Regions from separate parts of the Zea mays genome. Here region 1 is linked to region 2. The links are chromatin contacts, called in public Hi-C maps. All regions are on one chromosome and are shown on one strand. Each heading gives the region's core, a stretch centred on a gene start, on an enhancer-like site or on the middle of the called end of the contact. The rest is flanking DNA. Distances are from core to core; before and after follow the strand shown.

Evidence for each region. Hi-C and Micro-C count contacts between places; a contact is called where the count stands out from the background.
Region 1: a Hi-C map of leaf shows a contact between it and region 2, with 8 times the contacts expected there. The contact joins the enhancer-like site here to the promoter of LOC103634602 in region 2. A contact is called at or near these places in 8 of 25 Hi-C or Micro-C datasets (bundle sheath, ear, endosperm and 2 more) and 1 of 3 datasets of contacts at active chromatin or transcription factors (leaf).

The regions. Positions count from the first base shown.
Region 1 is chr1:53,532,833-53,539,042 of Zm-B73-REFERENCE-NAM-5.0, reverse strand. No RefSeq gene overlaps it. Among protein-coding and RNA genes, the nearest start is that of LOC103634602, 54 kb to the right of the region's middle. Within about 2 kb of position 3,627, at least 18 of the 20 cell types and tissues checked have an H3K27ac peak or open chromatin away from gene starts, as enhancers often do. A contact at or near this core is called in bundle sheath, ear, leaf and 1 more, where this site is marked.
Region 2 is chr1:53,479,406-53,485,246 of Zm-B73-REFERENCE-NAM-5.0, reverse strand. It overlaps LOC103634602 (NAC domain-containing protein 92), which reads left to right and starts at 3,492. Exons shown (of 3, transcript XM_008657013.3): 1 at 3,492-3,917; 2 at 4,088-4,365; 3 at 4,512-5,614. The coding sequence starts at 3,710. The coding sequence ends at 5,081. It also overlaps the pseudogene LOC109943619.

The DNA of each region.
Region 1 (6,210 bases), core at 2,378-4,877, 54 kb before region 2:
AAAAAGGTACGCCACGTCATTCGACTTCGTATCCTTTTCCTCTTTCTCTCTCTTGCAACAGGGATCGGGAAAGGGGGATACCCCGAAAAGGACCCTTCTCCGTGAAGGAAACAGGCTCCGAGCCTCCCTACTGATCAGAGGTTCGAAGGCTGGCCCCTCGGGGGGGTTCAACGGCCGCCTCAGATCGATTGGGTTCTGCGCCCACTACTGGTCAGAGGTTCGATGGCCGGCCCCTCGAAGGGTTCAACGGCCGCCTCAGGCCACTCAGGCTCCGCGCCCATTACTGATCAGGGGTTCGTAGGCTAGCCCTTGAAGGGTTCACAGTCGCCTCAGACACAGAGCGAGGGATGACCCTGGGTACGTTCGATACATAACCAAGGCTCGGGCTACGCTCCCGAGGTACCCTAGGACATTTCCGAGACCAGCGGGAGTGATCTTGTAACGGAATCCCATCAGAGGGAGGCGTCGAGCCCTCGGACCCCGTCAAAGGGGACCGGGTCCGGCAGATCACCCGCAGGTACTTTTGGAGCGCGCCTCTGGGCCTCTAGCCGACCCCTAGCAAATGGGGCACGGGCGTCCGCTCGGATTACCCGCCAGCAGCTCACCAGAAACACCATGTTCGGCGCCCTCCGATGGCAACATGGCGCTCCCCCCCCCCTCCTCCTTGCGGAAAGGCGACGCAGGGGCGTATGTAAAAAAAAGAAGAGTCTGTCCTTGACCGTCCTCTCGCCCTGTGCAGAGGCTCGGGGGCTGCTCTCGCAAACCCGGCTCCGGCCAAACCGTTGACAACGTCAACATACCAGCCCGAGAACTTGGGACCCGACCGTGCACTCGGGCTACGGCCAGCTCGCATGAGGGAACAACTAGACCAGCCGAAGTGTTGCAAAACGCACTAAGACCTCGAAGGAGTAAAACTACTCCTCCGAGGCCTCGGGGGCTACACCCGGCGGGTGCGCTCGCGCGCACCCACCGGAATAGAATGCAACCGAAAAAGGCTGGTCCCTTTGCAAAAAAGTGTGGCAAAAGCCTCCAAGCGAGTATTAGTACTCCCTTGGAGGCTCGGGGGCTACTGTCGGGGACCATAATTAGGGGTACCCTCAAGACCCCTAAATCTCAGCTGGTAACCCCCATCAGCACAAAGCTGCAAAGGCCTGATGGGTGCGATTAAATCAAGGATCGGTCCACTCAAGGGACACGATCGTGCCTCGCCCGAGCCTAGCCTTGGGCAAGGGAGGCCGACCCCGGAGAACCTACGTCTCGCCCGAGGACCCCCCTCCAGCAACGGGCACACTGTCAGCTCGCCCGAGGCCCAGTCTTCACCGAGAAGCAACCTTGGCCACATCGCCACGCCGACCGACCAAATCGCAGGGGCATTTAATGCAAAGGTGGCCTGACACCTTTATCCTGACGCACACCCACCAGTCGATAGAGCCGAAGTGACCGCAGTCACTTCGCCGCTCTACTGGCCGGTCTGACAAGAGAACAGCGCCGCCTGCGCCGCTCCGACTGCTGAGCCACCCGACAAAGTGAGGCTGACAGCAGCCAAGGCCGGCCTCGGGCGTCATAGGAAACTCCGCCTCGCCCGACCCAGGGCTCGGACTCGGGCTCAGCCCCGGAAGACGGCGAACTCCGCTTCGCCCGACCCAGGGCTCGGACTCGGGCTCAGCCCCGGAAGACGGCGAACTCCGCTCTGCCCGACCCAGGGCTCGGACTCGGGCTCAGCCCCGGAAGACAGCGAACTCCGCTCCGCCTGACCCAGGGCTCGGACTCGGGCTCAGCCCCGGAAGACGACGAACTCCGCTCCGCCCGACCCAGGGCTCGGACTCGGGCTCAGCCCCGGAAGACGGCGAACTCCACTCCGCCCGACCCAGGGCTCGGACTCGGGCTCAGCCCCAGAAGACGGCAAACTCCGCCTCGCCCGACCCCAGGGCTCGGACATGGGCTCAGCCCCGGAAGACGACGAACTCCGCCTCGCCCGACCCGGGGGCTCGACCTCGACCTCGGAGGAGCCTCCACCTCGCCCAGCCTAGGGCGTGGGCCGACCACGTCAACAGGAAGCGCCATCATTACCCTACCCCGAGCTGACTCGGGCTACGGGGAACCAGACCGGCGTCCCATCTGGCTCGCTCCACCATGCGAGTAATGATGGCGCCCCGCATGCCCTGTGACGACGGTGGCTCTCAGCCCCCTTACGGAAGCAAGAGGACGTCAGCAAGGACTCGACAGCCCCAACAGCTGTCCTTTCGCCAGGCTCCAGCACTCCTCCGACAGCCACGACACCACGCGAACTGGGTGCCAAGACCTCTCCGGCTGCCACGATGGCATGTACTTAGGGCGCTAGCACTCCATCGCTAGACACGTTAGCACATTGCTACACTCCCCATTGTACACCTGGATCCTCTCCTTACGCCTATAAAAGGGAGGACCAGGGCCCTCTTACAGAGGGTTGGTTGGCCCGCGCGGAGAAGGACGGGACGGCGCTCGCGCAAGGCCGCTCGCTCCCACTCCCGCGTGGACGCTTGTATCCCCCTACTGCAAGCGCACCCGACTCAGGCGCGGGGCTAACACGAAGGCCGCGGGATCCACTCTCTCACGCCTGCCTCCCTCCGGCTACATCCATTCCCCCCCCCCCCCTTCGCGTTCCGCCTCGCGTCGACCCATCTGGGCTGGGGCACGCGGCGACGATTCACTCGTCGGTCCAGGGACCCCCCGGGTTTCGAAACACCGACATATGTATATTGTTAGATGTAAGAATTTATTTTGTATATATAAATACGAACATATTTGTACAATTAGTGATGTCTATTATTTATTTTTATCATTAGCTAGTACATAAAATTATCGTCACGTGCAAATTTAACCGTCCCAACAGGAAACGGGGATGGAGAATGCTTCTCCATCCTCGTTTACCCGGCAGGGGAAAAAATTCCGGTTTATATCTCCATGGTCTAGGAAACTTCTCTATTCCCGTCTCCTAATGGAGAATTTCCTCACGGGAAAATAAGGAATCACAACCCATTGCCAACTCTATTGGATACCGGCACTAACTTTTAGCTAAAATTTTACATTGCGTGTCTCGAGATTGTAAGCTTTAGTGGGTGTTTGGCTCCTATCTAAAGTTTAGTGGGTCACTTTTAGTTTCTAAACTATCAACCACTATAACTAATGGAGGCTTTCCAAATAAAAATTCTAGAGACTAAAGTTTAGAAGAGTGGTTAAAGGAACTTAGCTATAATCCGATGGTTGATGGACTAGACTGTGTAATTGGCCGTGTGTAGACTGTGTAATCGTCAGTCCCGTTGATGGTTCTTGCCACGGGGCAAATGCACCGAGCACCTTCCAAAATCCAAATGATACGGATTATTTTCAATCCATATGGATTGGAGGGGATTGATACGGATTGAGAGGAATTTTGACTTACTAAGGATTAAAACTTCCTCAATCTCTCTCAATCTATATGGATTGGGGTAGAACCGAATATGCTCTGATGGGGCACCCACCCGATACTTGCGGGGAGGATTGTCTATGCTTTGGTTGGGCCTTGCCCGGAGCTGCCAGCACGACTGTGCTTGGGATGGGCCTGTGCTGTCCAATCTTCGAATCGAATCTTTCATTTACTGGTGGCCCAACTAGCCCATTGGAAGACGGACCGGTATGGAAGAGGCCCAAGCTATTGCTAGACTGCTCATTTGACGGCCTAGGTTGTTTCCGTGATCGCAGCTCGTCAGCCTATTGAGACCTGCTGACTAGTGACTACTAGGCCGGAACCTTTCGCTAACAGGCCAGACAACAGAGCAATCAGCAGCAGCGTGGCACGAGCGTCGCCGCATGCCGGTGGTCGCGAAGCACACTGTCTGCATGCTCCAGCTTGCAGCCTCCTTGATCGTCCTCGAATCCAGCGTCCTGCCGGCAGTGCCGCCAAAACCCCACGGTTGCTCCGGACATGGAGCCGCAGCCAGAACAGGGTCGATCTGTCTGGAACGCAAGATAGTGTAGTACGTACTACGATGCAGTCAAGAGCCGGATCCAGGATATCTGAAGCCCCTGCCGCATTGCGTCCGGAGGCGGTCAAATGCTACATTCGCCTAGCTACTAGAACTGGACCGGTTGCGATCCCGAGTCCTCCGTCGCCGTCGGCCGGAACGAGCGTTCCGTTCCCGGGTTGTCCTCCGGGATCGCTGCATGGATGTCGCCGGCGGGAATTCGGTCGATCGACGCGTAGGAGGACTCGCGGCTCGCGCCAGTAGAGTAGTACTCCTAATCAGGTTGCAGGAGCAGCCGGACCGGACGTACGCTTATGAGACTTCGTAGTTTCATGGCGTATTACAGAAGCTAAAGCAACAGGTAACAGGATGGGCATAAGATACCTGAAGGGAATAGAGAGCCATTTCAACCGTGTCGTGTCGTCGCGTTGCTCCCCACGTCGCACGAGTCATGGCACGTACGGAAGAACACTTCTTTCTTTCTTTCTTAAAAAAAACAATTAAAAACATGCATGCTGCCCGCGAGAGGACAGCGGTGCCATGCATCTTCATGACATCATAAGCGACTATAATCACGGCGAGGGTTTTGGTTGATGTTTATATTGTCAGGTCGGTCACCAACCAGCTGCTACTGTTCCACATGTACGGGTACACAAAACTGACCGGCAAGTCAACCAGCACAAATAGCTCTGGACCATAGAAAGGAAGAAAAAAAAACATATAATTTCCAATGAACTCTCGATAGCTAGCTTATTTTTTTCCATAAAAAAATACGGGTCAAACAAAAACCAGAGGATGGAGAGGCACCACGGCACCAGCGTATTAGAGCATCTCCAAGAGACTAGCTAAATAGCTTGTTAAGCTAAATTTTAGCTATTTAATAGCAAAATATTTCTCCAACAGACTAGCTATTTAACTTGACAATCTATCCGGCTCTCTAAATTGACTCCCTCACTAGCTAAATTTGGCTAGCAAATCCCGCTAGCCAAGCTAACTTGCATGTTGGAGAGTCTGTTGGAATGAGATATTATATTTAGAGTTTAATCTTTATAAAGTGACAAATAAAGAGTCAAATAGAGAGTCAAAAATAAAGAATCTTTTGGAGATGCTCTTATCCTCTGCATCCCTAGTCTATTGTATCCTATATCCGTATGCATTTCCCTCTTTTTTTTCGTGAGCCGTTGAAATTAGAGTAAGTGGCGCGATGCTGACCGAGGAACTATAATAGTATACACACCGGCATTACTCTTTTTTTTTTCCAAGTTTAGATTGTACGCCCGTTGACACAACGGTATACATGGTGGTCAGAAATCGCAGCTTGAGCACCACGACTTAATTTTAAGGGTTCTAGTATATATGTGTACAATCTTGTAGCGGTGATCGAAGACTACTATACGGTTCATTTTTGTATTGTATTCGTACACATGCCTCCATTCCCAAACGAGTCCTAACGAACCCCACACACGAAATAATCCATGCAAAAACATAAAGCGAGGACCAACCCCGGCCGCACGTACGCGCGCGCTTAAAACCAGAATCCACTAGCTAGCTAGTAGAGTAGAACACCCGCATTGCATTTGTATTAATTCGTCGTCCCTGGGCCTAGCAGCTATCTCTACCTGTCGCTTGCTTCGTCGGGATGGGAGCGAGTTGCTTGGGTGTGTTGGTGAAGCAGCACGAATCGCTCGCTAATCTCCAAAACCCCCCGCACGACGCGAGACGATTAGCTAGCTATAGCCACGTTCGTTAGGCGTGTGGCTACTGGCTACGGAGGCCGCGACCGACCATGTATACGCTTACGCGCATGCGTCCGCGTCCGCACTAGCACGCACAGCACAGCACATCACGGGGCTCGATCGAGGTGCCGCTCGCCGGACATGGCGGCGACGACCACGCGATCGACCGTCTCGTGTACTGTACCGGATCGGACGGGTTAGTTTGCAAGCTTTTGTTCGGTACGTACGTTGAATTCTCGTGCTACCAAACCACATCTTACGTAACGCCCCTGTGCGTTATATATGGCTCGTCATCATCGTAAGACCGAGCCTAATATCGCGGGGGTACACACGCACTCAACTCCGATCGATCCGCCCACTGTTAAAGTTAAAGCACCGCGGACGCTCCTTGTTTTGTCACAAGCGGCAGCATGTGCGCAACAATATTGTTTCGTCGCCGCCGACTCGGAAACCACCCACCGCAGCGTACGGCCGCGGCGGGGTGCCGGGCA
Region 2 (5,841 bases), core at 2,243-4,742:
ACGTCAAATTCACAGCAAACTAAATTGGTCATGAGGCACATCTTCTGAGTGCCCCATGAAGGTCCGAATCGGTTTTTCTGACAGCGCAAACACATGCTCTGGCAGCATTAGCCGGTCTGAGCTCACAGACCTACGACCCTCCAAGAACCTTGCCCGACGCTTCTTCTCACGATTGCTCCCATCCACACTGCTAGCCACGGCTAATGTTGGCTCCGGCGAACCGTTGCACACCATCGCAACAAAAGGATTGCACGCTCCGTTCTCCTCGCGTTTCCTATCGAACTCTGACACTTCCCAGACATGGATCACGCAGTCTTCCCCAGCACTCGCGAGGTACCGGCCATCTGGACTAAACCTGATGCTCCAGATGGAGCCATCGTGAGCCTGAATCTCCTGGTTCATGAACAGGCCACTGAACTCCTTGTACGACTTGCCATACTGCCTCACCTTAACGCGCACCGGGCCGTGGCGCACGGCTCCAGCGCTGTCCTGGCTGTCGTCTGTGGCCGAGCTGGACCGGCGCCCGCCTTTCTCCGAGCACGTGTCCTTGTCGTCGCTGCTGCGGCGGTCGCGGGAGCTGGCCACCACGGAGCCGACGATGTTCCGGATGCCCCGAAGCCAGCTGCTATGCCGCCGCCGCCGCCGGTGGCGCGTCGCTCCGTTGCTGGAGTCGGAGTCGGAGCGCTAGACGGGGGTGGACGAGCCGGAGCTCGCAACGTTCTCGCGCCGCATGAGCTCCTGGACGATAGGCGAGCGGCCGACGCAGAGGTCAACGAACTCCTCCATGGTGAGCTGCCGGCCCGTGCCGACCTCGCGGAGCTCGGACCCCTCCTTGACCACGAACTCGCTGCCGTCGTCGAGGTTCCGGATCAGACACCTCGGGTCGGCCTCCTCCTCCTCCTCCCCTTCGGGCGTGGCCTCGGAGGAGCCCGGCGACCGCCCTCCCAGCGGCGGCTTGGTCGCCGAGGCCGGCACGGCGCCGCCGTCTGATCTAGATCGGGAGATGGGCGGCGAGGCCGGCGCCGGGCGGACGGGCACAGGCCCGTCGTCGTAGGAGACCGATCGGCCCATCTCGAGGCGCGCCAGGGCGGGGTCCCCGGTGAGCCCCAGCATCTGGAGCAGCTTCCGGCGCCGCTCCTGCACGGGCGCCGGCTCGGACGTCCACACGTCGAGCGCCGCGACAGTTGCGCGGGGGCGGGCGGGGGCACAGCCTTGCCTCTTGTGGACGTGTCCCTTCCAGGGCGGCGAGCAACACGGACGCCAGGTGGGGAGGTGGGGCGGCGAACACGGTCGGTGGCTGTTGCGTGGGGAGGGTGGATTTGGTGAAGCCGGGCGGATCGGAGACTGCGGGGAAGGAAGAGGATCGGACGAGGGTAACGGGGGTGGGGGCAGGGGCCATCCCTCGCATCTCCAACCTCCGGGGCGGGGATCGGGCGATGGGATCGGACGACTGGCGGCGGTGGGGGATCGAGCGGCTGGTGATCGAACGGTTGAAATTGTAGAACAATAGAATGGACGGTTGAGGTTGCAGGATGGCAGAACGGCAGAACGGCAGGAGGCAGACTACTATTACACTCTTAGGGTGTGTTTGGTTTGGCTTTTAGCTTTGGCTTTTGCCCCCTAAAAGCCAAAAGCCAAACCAAAGGTCTGGATCTAGAAAGCAGCTTTTTCTAAAAGCTGACTTTCTCGCAGTGTAAAATTGAAAGCACCCCTGGACCTGCTTTTAGTGGCTTTCGGATGAAACTGTAAAAACAAATATCGAAGAACTTTTAACGGCTTTTAGTGGTTTTTTTAGCTTTTTAACAGCTCACAGCCCACAACAGCTTTTTCCACAGCTCACAGCCCACAGCAGCTTTTTTCACAGCCACAGCCCAACCAAACAGACCCTTAATAAGTAGTACTAGATTTACGGCTGGAAGTCTGGAAGATAAAATCACACGAGGGGAAGGGGAGCAAAAACCCGGTGGATATTTCCAGCCAGATTAGACGAACGTCATAGCTTGACATGCTTTGTCCTCCGCGGCTCCGCTTAAAAAGCGTGGAACTTGATGACGGAAACGCTGAAAAAAAAGGCTTGGGAGAATGGCATGGGACCGAGCCCTGATGGCACTGCGGACGCCGAGCGTGCACCCTTCTGAAAGGGAAAATGGCTCGCCTGCCCTGTCGAATTTTGTGCGCTTTTGGTCCGGCTGCGCCCATACACCGCCGGTGTAGAGCCATCGGCATATATCCTTGCGCAAAGTTCTCGCCGTTGCCTGTCCGTCGTGTGGGGCGTTACGCGCATCCAGTAGACAACGACGAACACAGATGTTCCCAAAAGAGCGCGAGGGACGGAAGCGATCGAGCGAGCACCATTAGCCACGGTCCACGGACGGCGGTTAGGGACGAGACGAGTAGCGCACGACGGCACGAGTAGCGCCTGCCACGGTAATCTGGATTTCTCACCGTTTTCTGGAAAGGAACTGGCTGGGATGAGAGGATATCTGCTCCCCTGTCCGTGTCGTAGCGCCGGGTTGAACTCTTCACGCTGGCATGTGGGGACAGACAGATAGGCCTCCCTGTCGCCCAGCTCCGCACTCGTTTTCAAAGGTCAGAGAAGTAAGCGAAGCTCCTACTGTGATGGTATTTTAAAGGGAGAGCTCTGGGTTTTTCAATTCTCGGCCACATCGTTGCCGCGTTAGCTGTGAACCGGCGAGCGAGTGAATATTCCGCAGGCCAGTGGAGGGGAGCGGGCCATTACGATTAGGACAGGTAATTTGGAGTTAGCTTAGGGCTTGTTCGGTTATTCCCAATACACATGGATTGGATGGGATTGAAAAAATTAAGAAGAGGTTTGACTTGTTTGGGATTCAAACCCATCCAATCTCACTCAATCCACATGGATTGAGAGCTAACCGAACAAGCCCTTAGGTGGGGCAGTCACAGGCACACAGCAGCTACCGGCGGTAAGAAGTGAGGGGAAGGGCCCCCCGGTCCCCGCCGGACGGGGTCCGTCGTCTACAAGCCGCCCTCCGCACGGCTCTCCGCTCCCGGCCCGTCACAGCGTCGATACGACTATAGATGGCCAAAAAGCACGAGGCCCGTGAGCCCGGCACGAAGCCCGCTTTTTGGGCCCGGTCCGAACCCGGCACGGTAGAATAAGCGGGCGGGCTTGGACAGGAAACTAGGCACGGCGGGCTAGCCCGGCACGGCCCGTTTACCTCTAAGCCCGTTAAGCACGGTTTTTTTACACTAAAACGTGCTTACCGGCCCGTTTAGCCCGCTTTTTGGCCCGTTTTTTTCGTGCTAAACGGGCCGGCCCGGCCCGTTTAGGCCCGCTGCGGGCCGGGCTTGGACAGAAAATTAAGCCCGCTGGCACAGCAGGCCCGGCCCGGTTTTTGGCCGGGCTTCACCGGGCCCGGGCCGGGCCGGGCCGGGCGGCCCGTTTGGCCATCTCTAGATACGACCCTGTTCTATATAATGCCGCCCCAGCCCCTCCCTCCGCTCCTCCAGTCCAAGCCCCCTTGCCTTCTTTCTCAGCTCACCTCTCTCTTTCACGCACGCCTCTCTCTCTCTCTCTCTCTCTCTCTCTCTCTCTCTCTCTCTCTCTCTCTCTCTCTCTCTCTCTCTCTCTCTCTCTCTCCTTATCTGTCCTGAGGCAGCCATTTCCTCTTCCGATCGTGGAGAGGCTTGGAGTGGAAGGAGGCTGCTGGTTTTCGGCACGGCGGAGATGTCTGAGGTGTCGGTGATAAACCAGGCGGAGGTGGAGGACGCGGGCGCCGGGCAGCTGATGGACCTGCCGCCGGGCTTCCGCTTCCACCCCACCGACGAGGAGATCATCTCGCACTACCTCACCCACAAGGCCCTCGACCACCGCTTCGTCTCCGGCGTCATCGGCGAGGTCGACCTCAACAGGATCGAGCCATGGGACCTGCCAGGTTAGCACTGCGCGCTACTGCTTGATACGTCCTCACCTCAAAGAGCCAAATAGACCTGCACCTCTTTTTTTTTTGACTTTGTGCTTGTACTAGTAGTACTTCTCTTTCTCTCGGCTGGGAATCATGGCGGCCTAAATTTAACTGGGAAGCTTGCGTTTTGATTTCTCCAGGCAGGGCCAAGATGGGGGAGAAGGAGTGGTACTTCTTCTGCCACAAGGATCGCAAGTACCCGACGGGCACGCGGACCAACCGCGCCACGGAGACCGGCTACTGGAAGGCCACCGGCAAGGACAAGGAGATCTTCAGGGGCCGCGGCGTCCTCGTGGGCATGAAGAAGACGCTCGTCTTCTACCGCGGCCGCGCGCCGCGCGGGGAGAAGACCGGATGGGTCATGCACGAGTTCCGCCTCGAGGGCAGGCTTCCCCAGCCGCTCCCGCGCTCCGCCAAGGTCCGGCCCTCGTGTACTTACTCGTTCCGTCGTTCGGCGTTGCAAGCAAGTCTCCTGCCCTTAATTTCCGGCCGGTGGGCGTGGGCTAACAAGTCCCCTCTCTTCTTTTTCTTGCCGCCTTGTCCTTTTTGTTGCGTGCGGTGCAGGACGAGTGGGCCGTGTGCAAGGTGTTCAACAAGGAGCTGCAGGCGGCGAGGAGCGAGCCATTATTGGCGGCGGCCGGCGCGGCGGAGCTCGAGCGCGTGGGCTCGCTGGGCTTCCTCAACGAGCTCCTCGACTCCGCGGAGCTGCCGGCCCTCGTCGGAGCCGACGTGGACGAGGTGATCGACTTCAAGGGCCCCGCCCCCGCGTCCGTTCCGGACGCGAGCTACCTCCCGGTCAAGATGGAGGAGCACGCGCTGCTGCAGATGCAGCAGTGCCAGTACCAGCCGCCGCCCCCGATGTTCTACCCGAGCCAGTACTTCTCTCTTCCGGCGATGAACTCCGGCCACCTCCCCCCGGCGATCCGGAGGTACTGCAAGGCGGAGCAGCAGGTGGTCTCGGCGCAGACGGCGTCGGTGATCAGCCCGTCCCGCGAGACCGGGCTCAGCACCGACCCCAACGCGGCGGGCGGCTACGCGGAGATCTCGTCGGCGGCGACCCCGTCGTCGTCGCACCAGTTCCTGCCCGAGCTCGACGACCCGGCCCTCAACCTCGCCGACCTCTGGAAGTACTGAAGCCTGGGCGACGATCGACCGGTGGCTGGGCCGCCCACCCGCCCCGGTCACGTGGTCTGGTTGGTTAATTTGCTTGATTTGATTGATTATCTTGGTCTCTTGTGGGATCTGGGGTTGGTGACCGGTTCGCTGATGCGTCCTCGTTCGTCACCTCCGCCAGGTCCGGCCTCTACTGACCTCGGGTCTGACTAGATTATTATCCGTCCAGACCGCCAGGGGATTAGGGCTTCCTTGTTAATTAATTAATCCTAGGTTCCTTTGTATTGGTCTCTGTACATAGTACTGGTACCCTACTCTGATTGTGTCATTAGCAGTAGCATGATTACTGATAGGATTAATGAAATGGGGGTAGATTAAGGGGGCCTGCATCTGCGTCAGCAATGCAGTGCGTGGGGGGTTTTACGGGTTGATTAGTTAATTTGGGCGCTTGGTGAGCCAGCTAGCGCTAGCTTCATATGTACATGTACTGCCATTAATTGCTGCTTGAGCTCGACATACCATTATGTGAATTTGATGCTTCAGTTAAGCTCTCGTTTACAGCTCGTCCGTCCTCCTCCTGTACCGCTTGTCCGCTTTCCACTTGTTGCCGCTCCTTGCAACGAACGAACGAATCACGCGGTTACGCCTTTTTCCGATATCTAGCCGCAACAGTCTCATGGATGCGATGCGCTGGGTCGGGCCATGAGCGGATCATAGATCATTCCATCCATGGGCCCCGCCGCCGCCATCGTACGCGACGACGCCCGGGGTATGGGTCACC